2 separate regions of the Hordeum vulgare genome follow, and region 2 is linked to region 1. A link is a contact called in public Hi-C data. All regions are on one chromosome and are shown on one strand. The core of a region is the stretch at or near the end of the contact, and the rest is flanking DNA. Distances in the headings are between cores, read along the strand shown. Region 1 holds the start of LOC123399344 (tonoplast dicarboxylate transporter-like). Region 2 has its middle 65 kb from the start of LOC123399348.

What was found. Hi-C and Micro-C count contacts between places; a contact is called where the count stands out from the background.
Region 2: a contact with region 1 is called in a Hi-C map of leaf, with 2.3 times the contacts expected there. The contact joins the enhancer-like site here to the promoter of LOC123399344 in region 1. A contact is called at or near these places in 2 of 6 Hi-C or Micro-C datasets (leaf and seedling).

Annotation. Positions count from the first base shown.
Region 1 is chr5H:476,356,476-476,361,386 of MorexV3_pseudomolecules_assembly, forward strand. LOC123399344 (tonoplast dicarboxylate transporter-like) reads left to right here and starts at 1,405. Exons shown (of 6, transcript XM_045093764.1): 1 at 1,405-2,081; 2 at 2,195-2,681; 3 at 2,880-2,923; 4 at 3,039-3,134; 5 at 3,223-3,733; 6 at 3,842-4,114. The coding sequence starts at 1,626. The coding sequence ends at 3,876.
Region 2 is chr5H:476,540,474-476,545,380 of MorexV3_pseudomolecules_assembly, forward strand. No RefSeq gene overlaps it. Among protein-coding and RNA genes, the nearest start is that of LOC123399348, 65 kb to the left of the region's middle. Within about 2 kb of position 3,093, at least 3 of the 3 cell types and tissues checked have open chromatin away from gene starts, as enhancers often do. A contact at or near this core is called in leaf and seedling, where this site is marked.

The DNA.
Region 1 (4,911 bases), core at 155-2,654:
CCTACCACTCGCCCAACGCATCAAGGCGTGAAGCTCGTAACGTGCACGAATCAGCATTAGAGCATCTCCAACAGTTTGTATGTTCAGTCGTTGGTATAAGTATCCACATCATCAACCAACAGCACATCACACAAGCTCTTCAATAGAGTGTATGTTAACCATATGTAAAATAGCTAAGTGGGTCCATTAAATTTTGAAGAAATAACCATGTTTGCCTCAGAGCTTGTGCATGAACCGTTGCTTCAAGTTCATACAGTATGGTTTCATTCTCCTTTTATTATTATTATGTGTTATGTTATTAAAATCATCTATGTGGCAATTTTATCAATGACGATCATACGACCATCTCACCATTGGAGATGCCCTTAGTGGAGCCGGAGCGCATACACAATCAAAATCAGCATCTGACAGCTCGTCCGATCGATTGCTCGTGATACGGCCGAGACGCTACGAGACGTGATTCGCCAGTACAGTTACGCTTGCTGACGGCAGATAACAACCACCTGAAACAAGAAAGATTCGACCAGCCCCGCCACGAACACGGGAACCGCAGCGAGGCGCCGACGAGCCGGGCAAGACGGCCGGCGCGGATCGGGAAACGCCCCCCCGTTCCGGGCGGTGGCGCGACGGGCCGCCCCGGCGAGAGCGGTCGCGTCCTGCCCGGTTCAGCCAGCAATAATGCCGACCGGCCACTTGCACCCGCCAATGATGAGCGACCGCAACTGCGACAGGGACCAACTCCAGGTCACGTCCCGGGGAGGCGCCACCCGCGGCGCGCGCCCCGTTCACGCTCCCTGGCAGCCGGGCGCGCCCGGACGCCGACGGTCACCGCGGCGGCAGGATGCCATGACCCGACTCGGGGAGAAATTTCAGCGCGGGGCACGTCATGCCGTGCGCGGGAAAATACAAAATTGCTCGATCGTGTTTGACCGTTGAGCATGTCGACATGTCTGGCCTGGATAAGAGCGTGCCCGTCGCCGTCAGCGTCGGGGACTCGGGCGGCCGAGCGCCGGCAGGTGGCCACGTCGGAGCACCAACCGCGGCCAGCTCTTGGGCTGCTCATGAGCTGGTTCAGCAGAGGGCACGATCGTACGTGGCACGGACCGGGGGCGCACGTCAGCGTCCCCCCGGCAGGGGTCTTATCCGGTTCTCGCGGCGGCGATCGTGCCTATCTGGACGCCATATCGATCGACAGCGTTACATGGGTCGTCAAATCATTGCTGGTACGTACAATCTTTTAAAAACCAGTGGTGCTTCTATATTTTTTGAAAGATCACTACGATCTTCTTGAAGTTTTTTACTGGTGTGGGGTTTCGATTTGAGGATAGCCATGAGAATGGTCAAATTAGTTTGAGTATATCACTGCATGTATCTGACGTGGCAGCCTCATACGACTTGTCAGAGTCGAAGCCTGGCCATTTTCGAAAGCCGAAACTGTAAATCGTGAGTCGAAAGTCGAAACACGCGTGCCCAGTTTCAGTTCCCCGCACCTATAAAAACAGCCAAACTTTTCGGACACCACGCCTCAAGAAGCAACCAAGAACGCGCGCGGCTGGCTGGCTGAGTGCAGATCATCGACGGCGGAACGAAAGCGGCGCACAACGATCTCTTCGGTTCGACCGGCCATGGACCCGCGGTGCAGCGGCCACTGGGAGAGCTCGTCGGAGGACGTCACGAGGTCGCTGCTGCCCCTGCACGACATCACGGCGGACGGCGGCGCCCGCCGCTCCTCCTGCTCGCCGCTCGTCGCGTCGCTGCTCGCCAACAGGTACCTGCCGATCGCGGCCGGCCCGCTGGCCGCCGTGCTGATCTGCGCGCTCGTCGACCTTGGCCCCGGGCACGCCGCGGCGCGCAACATGCTCGGCGTGCTGGCGTGGGTGTTCATCTGGTGGATCACCGACGCCGTGCCGCTCGCCGTCGCGTCCATGGCGCCGCTGTTCCTCTTCCCGGTCTTCGGCGTCTCCTCCGCCGACGCCGTCGCCAAGGCCTACATGGACGACGTCATCTCCCTCGTCCTCGGCAGCTTCATCCTCGCCCTCGCCATCGAGCACTACAACATCCACCGCCGCCTGGCGCTCAACGTACGTGCATGCCCGCGCCGCGCGCGCGTCCTCCTAGCTAGCTAATACTACAGCGCAATCGATTCTTCCGGCGCCGGTGATCAGCGTACTAACATTGTGCGGCGCGCGCGCAGATCACGTCGCTGTTCTGCGGGGACCCGGTGAAGCCGGCGCTGCTGCTGCTGGGCATCTGCGGCACCACCATGTTCATCAGCATGTGGATCCACAACACGCCGTGCACCGTCATGATGATGCCGGTGGCCACGGGGATCCTGCAGAGGTTCCCCGGCGACGCGGCCGCCGGCGCCGACGCCCGCGAGTTCAGGCGGTTCTCCAAGGCCGTGGTGCTCGGCGTCGTGTACGCGTCGGCGATTGGCGGGATGGCCACGCTCACCGGCACGGGCGCCAACATCATCCTGGTTGGGATGTGGTCCACCTACTTCCCGGAGGAAGAGCCCATCACCTTCAGCTCCTGGATGTCCTTGGGGCTCCCCATGTCGCTCGTGCTCTTCGCGGCGCTCTGGGGCACGCTCTGCCTCATGTACTGCTCCAAGAACACAGGGAGGGCGCTCTCCGCTTACCTTGACCGCACCCATCTCAGAAGGGAGCTCAGCTTGCTTGGTACGTTATCTTTCTTGTGATCTGCACTTGAGGAAAACGACTGCTGTAGTATTCATCCATGTTCTCGTGATCTGGCCAGTTTGAATTTTTAACCAACTCCTGGTCAAATATTTCGTGGAGTAAACTGAATGAACCACAACCGTTGAAATCCTAGCGTTTGGTTATCTGATGGGGATCTCCGTTTTTTATTTGCGCCAGGTCCAATGGCTTTTGCAGAGAAGATGGTTCTTGCCGTTTTCGGGGTAAGTTTGCACATTTCAAATCAGTAAAATGTAACAGCCATTTTTTCCCCTGAACCTAGAAGCAGAGTGTTACTGCAGCAACAGAACTGAATGGATCAATGGCTGATTCATGCAGGGCCTGATCGTCCTGTGGATGACGAGGAGCCTGACGGACGACATCCCCGGGTGGTCGGTCCTCTTCCACGGCAATGTCGGGGATGGGACAGTCACTGTAAGTATGCTCCACAAGTTCAATCATTCATCTCTCAGGGACAATCTGCCACACGAGCTCACGGGACACCATCTCGGTCGCAATGCAGATCATGATGGCGACGCTGCTCTTCATAATCCCGAGCGGCAAGAGCGACGGCGAGAAGCTCATGGACTGGGGCAAGTGCCGGAAGCTGCAGTGGCACATCGTCCTGCTCCTCGGCGCCGGCTTCGCCATCGCCGACGGGTTCAAGGCGAGCGGCCTGACGGACATCCTCGCCGGGTGGCTGGGCTTCCTGCGGGGCGCGCCGGCGCTGGCCGTCGCGCCCGTGGCGTGCGCCTTCAGCGGCCTCCTCACGGAGTTCACCTCCGACGACGCCACCACCACGCTCGTGCTGCCGCTGCTGGCGGAGCTGGGCAGGACCATCGGCGTGCACCCACTGCTGCTCATGGTCCCCGGCGCCGTTGGCGCGCAGCTCTCCTACCTGCTGCCCACCGGGTCGCCCGGCAACTCCGTGGGGTTCAGCACCGGCTACATCACCATCAAGGACATGGTGGTCACCGGCATGCCCATCAAGATCGTCGGCGTTGTCGCTCTCACGGTCCTGCTGCCAACGCTAGGTAAGTTTACCTGCTTGCAACTCCTTTCAGACACTGGAAGAAGACAATCTGCAGAGCTAGTACTCTCGCTCTGGTGCTGAATCATGTTCTTCTCTTGATTTGATGCAGGTGTTGCGGTTTTTGGCATGGATCAGACGGTATAGGGTATAGGAACGTACTGAAAATTCAATTGGAATTTTCAACATCTCAATCGCTAGGCTGTAGGCTAGTACGAGTAGCATCTACTAGGAGGTTATTCAGGTTGTTGTACAGTGTGTAGTCAGTGTCATTGCCCGATGAACGACATGGGGCCATATTCTTTTGTGTATCTACGAGACGGTATATGAATTTGTATCGAGAGGTTCGTTCTGAATATACCGAAGTTTGCAACTTCTTCATCCAGTTTCATCTGATATTGCACATTTTCTGAATCATAAGGCTGAGTTGGAATCTAGATCACCGCCAGACTGTACAATTGCCTTGTCTATAGGCAGCTTGATGATGATGATGATGATGATAATGGACACATCAAGATCTCACAGATCGTATGATTGCCACTCTATCAACAACTGCGTGGTCAGTAGCAAATAGCAGAATGTCATAAGCAATGCCTTTATTACTCCGGTGATGATGGACAGGAACATTCGACACGATATCCTGCATTAAGAGCAAACCCAACCGGGCGGACCCGCACTTTTTTCGTCTTTTGTCCATTTAATCGGCTCTTTGGTCCTTAATTATAAATAAATTGGTCGTGCACCCAACGCGACGATTCATTTTTCGCCCGTGCATAAACAGCTTAATGCTAAAAGGGATCGCGGCCACACTGTCACGTCAACTAACATGCCAGCGTTAAGAGTTCCTGTCCGCTATATGCCAGCGATCGGCATACATATGCGAGTCTACAAAAAAATACACAGTTTTCAAGTTGAGCACATCTGCCAGCAGGCCAACACACATGCCAACACACAAAATGAGAATGTAGTTCGGCCACGCCATCTCAGTCGTGGTCATGCCCGCACACCGCAACATGGTTCACTCGTCTTCGAGGCTGAACATGTCGGCCTGCATCTTCTCGATCCAAAACAGCCTCCTCGGAGAGACCGTGTTCAAGTTCACCTTCATGATCTCGACCCCCTTCATCATGCAAGCAAGCCGGACTTCTTTTGCTTTGGTGGCTGCTTTTGTGGCCTCGATCT
Region 2 (4,907 bases), core at 1,843-4,342, 190 kb after region 1:
TTTAAAATTGTTCTCGGTTTCAAAATTTATTCTCAAAATTTGGAAAATGTTCATGCTTTAAAAATTTATCCGAACTTTTAAAATTGTTTGGATTTTTCGAAATTTTGTTCTCAAGATTCCAAAAATGTTTGTGATTTAAAAGTTGTTCGCACTTTGAAATTTGTTCACCTTTTTTTAAATTGTTTTTGGTTTCAAAAGTTGTTCTCATAATTGAAAAAATATTCGTGCTTTAAAATTTTGTTTGCGTTTTCAAATTTGTTCTGGGATTTTCAAAAGCTTTCTCCTTTTAAAAATTATGTTCTCAAGATTCAAAAAATGTTCTTGCTTTAAAAAATTGTTCGCGCTTCCAAATCTGTTCACGTTTTTTTTAAATAGTTTTTCAAATTCGAAAAACACGTATGAACATTAAAAAAATGTCCATGTGTTCAACAAAACTATACATGAGACAATGTAATAAAATGTTTATCTAGTTCAGAAAATGTTTGATACTATTCAAAAAATTTATGTTACATTTATAAAAAAATCATGTGTTTCAAACAAAAAATTTATAACATTCTAAAAATATTTATTAAATGTAAAACAGATAACATATTCCCAATAAATGCTTTAAAATGTGTTTCAGATAATGTTAACATGTATTCAAAAACAAATAAACTTTTGAAAACAAAACGGTAAATCATGTTTTAGTAATTTTAAAAATATATTAAAAAGAACTCAGATGTATAGGGAAAATCTAAAATGTGTATGAAACACCTTAGGGCATATATTCCAAAAAGTGTTAATAACATACCTGAAAAATGTTAAATGTGTAAAAAAATCCAGTGATATACAAAAAATAGAGCAAATTATGTGCTTCCGAAAATCTTGGATCATTTTAAATGTCTGTACATCCAAAAAAGTTCATCACATGCCTGAAAAATATTTATTGCGACGTATAAAAATATCATCATGTACTAAATAATATTCATTCATCATATATTTCAGAAACTTTTCATCGTGTAATATGCAAATATTGATTGTGTCTTAAGAGAATATTCATATTGTACTTAAAAATTGTACATCATGCGTATTGTGTTAAAATAGGTTCATTGTGTATTTGACTAATGTTAAATGTGTACTCTCTCCGTCCCAAAATTCTTGTCTTAGATTTGTTTAGATATGAATGTATCTAGTCAAGTTTTGGTATTTAGATACATCCATTTTTAGACAAAGATAAGACAAGAATTTTGGGACGGAGGAAGTATTTCGTAAATTTTGGTCATGTAATGCAAAAACATTCATTGCGCATTAAAAGCGTTCATCATGTTTTCGAAAATTCAAATGTAATTAAACAATATTCAACCTGGTCTAAACATAAAAAGATAGAAACAGGAAATAAAAAATGAAAACAATCAATACATGTATCTAGTAATTTATGAAATACAAAATGAGAAGTAAAGCAAAATAAAAGCAGGAAAAGGAAATAAAAAAAATGAAAAATGAACATTGAAAGAAGCCACAAAATAAAGGGAACTGAGCGACCAATCCGTGAAGAAAATCCTAAAACAATGTACCAAAAAAAAATTACAAAAAATAACTTGAGCCAAGCCCTAATTCTACCTTGCTAAAGGCGAGGTTTAGCTTTTCCCTGCCAAATGGAGGCTAAATGCTATTCGTCGCTATTTGCAACAGCCAGTAGAACTTCCGCACATGCTTCAAAAGACAGCGATTCCATATAGGCCAGCCAATAGCGTTTTTTTTTTTCAGTTTTAGGAAACTTCTAGAAGGTTACCTGAACCGACATTTTTTTTGTTTTTTTGTTTCTTCATTTATTTTGGTATCTTTTTTTTATATTTGCCCATTTCAAAAAAATATTATGGATTTTCATAAAATGTTCTGGATTTCCAAAAATTGTTTTGGATTTTCATAAAACGTTTGGAATTTTCAAATTCAATTTTTTTTTGCTTCTTCAGAAAAGAATTGGAATTTCAAAAGATGATTTGTATTTTCAATTTTTTCTTCTTCATATTAAAAAAATGTTCTGGACCTTTAAAACTGATCTTCAAATTCAAAAAATGTTTTTTAAACAAATTTTCTGGATTTTCAAATTAAGAAACTATTTTTTCTCTTTAAAAAATGTTTTAGATTTTTCTGAAATTTCCTGAATGATATGTTTGAGATTTTCAAAAATTGTCCTTTAAATTCTAAAAGTGTTTTTGTTTTTTCAAGAAACTTTCGGGATTTTTCATAAATTGTTCTTCAAATACGAAATTTTGTTTGCTTTTTAGGAAAATGTTCTTAGTTTTCAAAAAATAGTCTTAATTTTCAGAAAATCATTATAATTTTCAAAAAATGGTATGGATTTACAGAAATTGTTCTTTATATTGGGAAAATGTTTTTTAGTTTTAAAAAAATGTTCTCGGTTTTAAAGAAATTGTTCCTCAAATTTAAAATAGGTTTTTGCTTTTTGAGAAAACGATCTACATTTTCAGAAACAAATATGGATTTTCAAATAATGTTCTAAAATTTCTAGAAAATTTCCTCAAATTCTAGAAATTCTTTTGATTTTTAAAATAATATTCTAAATTTTAAATAGTTGCAGTGTTTCAAAATCATTTATAACTTCAAAAAATATTTGGAAGTTTCAAAAAGTGGACGGTATTTACTGAAATGTTTGATATTTTCAGATATTTTTTAGAATATCGAAGACTTTGTTCAATTTTCAAAATAAGTTCGTACTTGAATTTTGTTCTTTGTTTCCAGAAAAAATCACGCTTTTAAAAATATCCAAATTTCAAAAAATTATTGTTTATATAACTTTGTTCATAAATTTTAAAAACGATCTGGTATTTCAAATATTGTTCATGGAATTCGAAATTTTTTTTTTGCTTCAAATTTGAAATGAAAAGAAAAAAGGAAAGAAAATAATAGCCAAAAAATAAAAGAAGAATGTAAATAACATGAAAAGAAAATGAAGAAACAGAAATAAATTAGAAAAAAGTTAGTTATCAGATTTTTTTGAGATAAAAGAAAACTGAGCCGGCTCATGTGCGTTCGAGGAACTTCTGCTGCAATAAGCAGTAGGTAGGACTCCCGTTAAATAGGGCGCCCCTATGTACTTACAGCCTGACGGCTTAGGGAACCCTCGCTTAAGAGGTCAGCTAGATGGGCCAGCCCACGCTTGCGGGACGCCACAGCCGATTTTGTCCCTTTTTTTACGTTTCCTTTTTTCGTTTTTCTTCAGTTTTGTACTTTTGATCATAAATATTCAAATTATTTATATGACAACAATCACTCTTTTCGTGAAGATAAAAAAAATCACTCTAAGAAAATATTAGAAAAGTTTTGATCAATCATTCGAAAAATGTTAAAGGTGCATAGAGAATATGTTTATCATGTATACAAAGAATGTATGAAAAAAAATTGACCATGTATGCAAAAAGTTGAATAAAATATTGGAAAAAATGTGAAACAAGTATTTAAAATAATGTTAATCAAGCGTTTGGAAAAACTTCGAAAATTATTTAAAAAGTTTGATCATTTATATAAATGTGTTAATCGAGCATTCGAAAAAACACTAAACAAGTATTTAATGTTGTTTAGTTCATTAGGGAAACGGTTGTGGCCCGGGCACCGGTCGAAACTTCGGCTGGTCCCACATGAGACACACGATCAAGCGCATCGCACCCTCGCGCACCTCCTCGTCCTAGCTTTTTTCTCTCCTTCTTTATCCCGATCCCCTTCTCTCTCTCCGAGTCGCATTCACGCGCGGCGGTGGCCACGCTCCCCTCCTTGTTTCTTCAGATCCCGCTGCCGGCTAGCCCCAATCTTGCGCAGGTCCATACCTTCAATCCCAGCGCCCACACCTACTTCTTCCGTTGCCCTTCGACTGTAGGTTCCTTCCGTCGAGGCGAGCCGGAGTTGGAAGCCGCCATGGATATGACATCCGCGAGCTGCTGGCGCACCCCCTCGTGTGGCAACGGTTTACAAAAAACCTTCAACCCCTTAGATGGAAAGCTCTAACCGTATGTAAGAAAGTTGTAAGCGGTCGGCGCCATCGCGAGAAAGCTACAACCGTTGATATAAAATGCTACGGCCTTAGATGGAAAAAGCTTCAACCGAAATGACACAAAAAGCCTTGACCAAGCGCTGTTAAAAACAAAATAGTTACAACCATTTGGTAGAGAAGCTTCGACCGTAGTTGAAAAAACCTTAAACCATTGAGAGAGAAAGCTACAACCATACACTATGCAAGTCATAAAAGTTGCAACTGTTCACGGAAAATGCTTCAATTTCAATCGTATGTGTGAAAAGCTTTAACCGACGATGGTGGTGCTTTGATTTTTGTTGCAACCGGCAACAAAGAAAGCTACCACTGGCGGTCATTTTTGCTACAACCCAATTTTGTACTACCGCCGTCTTTTTGCTATATAAGGGATTGTCCTATGAAAAAAGCTTCACCATTTATATGAAAAGCTTCAACCATAGGGTTGAAGCTTTTCATATAAATGGTTGAAAGCTTCAACGGGAAGAGATCCGTTAGGCATCGGTGCTGCAACTAGCTAGTGCCGGCGGCGTCTTAAGAAGTGGCATGCAACAGCGAGTCGGCGTTGCTTCAAGGTCGATGACGACACAGCGGTAGTCGAGTTATTTCATCCTAGAATCGGTGAGGATTCGTGCTACAAGCTTCATGGAGCATTTTTTTATTGAAGGAGGAGGAGGATGTTGTGCGAGAGCGGCGACTCGCGGCGGTTGGCGGCGAGCCCGGATGTGCTGTGGTGCTTCGTGGTCAGTCGCCTCGCGGGGGGTTAAGGCCGGGGTCGATGGCGCTCGCTGCTTTTTGTCTCCCTTCATGGTGTTGCTATTTATCGAAGAAAAACGATGAAAAAGATTGACAAATAGATGAGCAGATCTGATGGCTAGCAGTT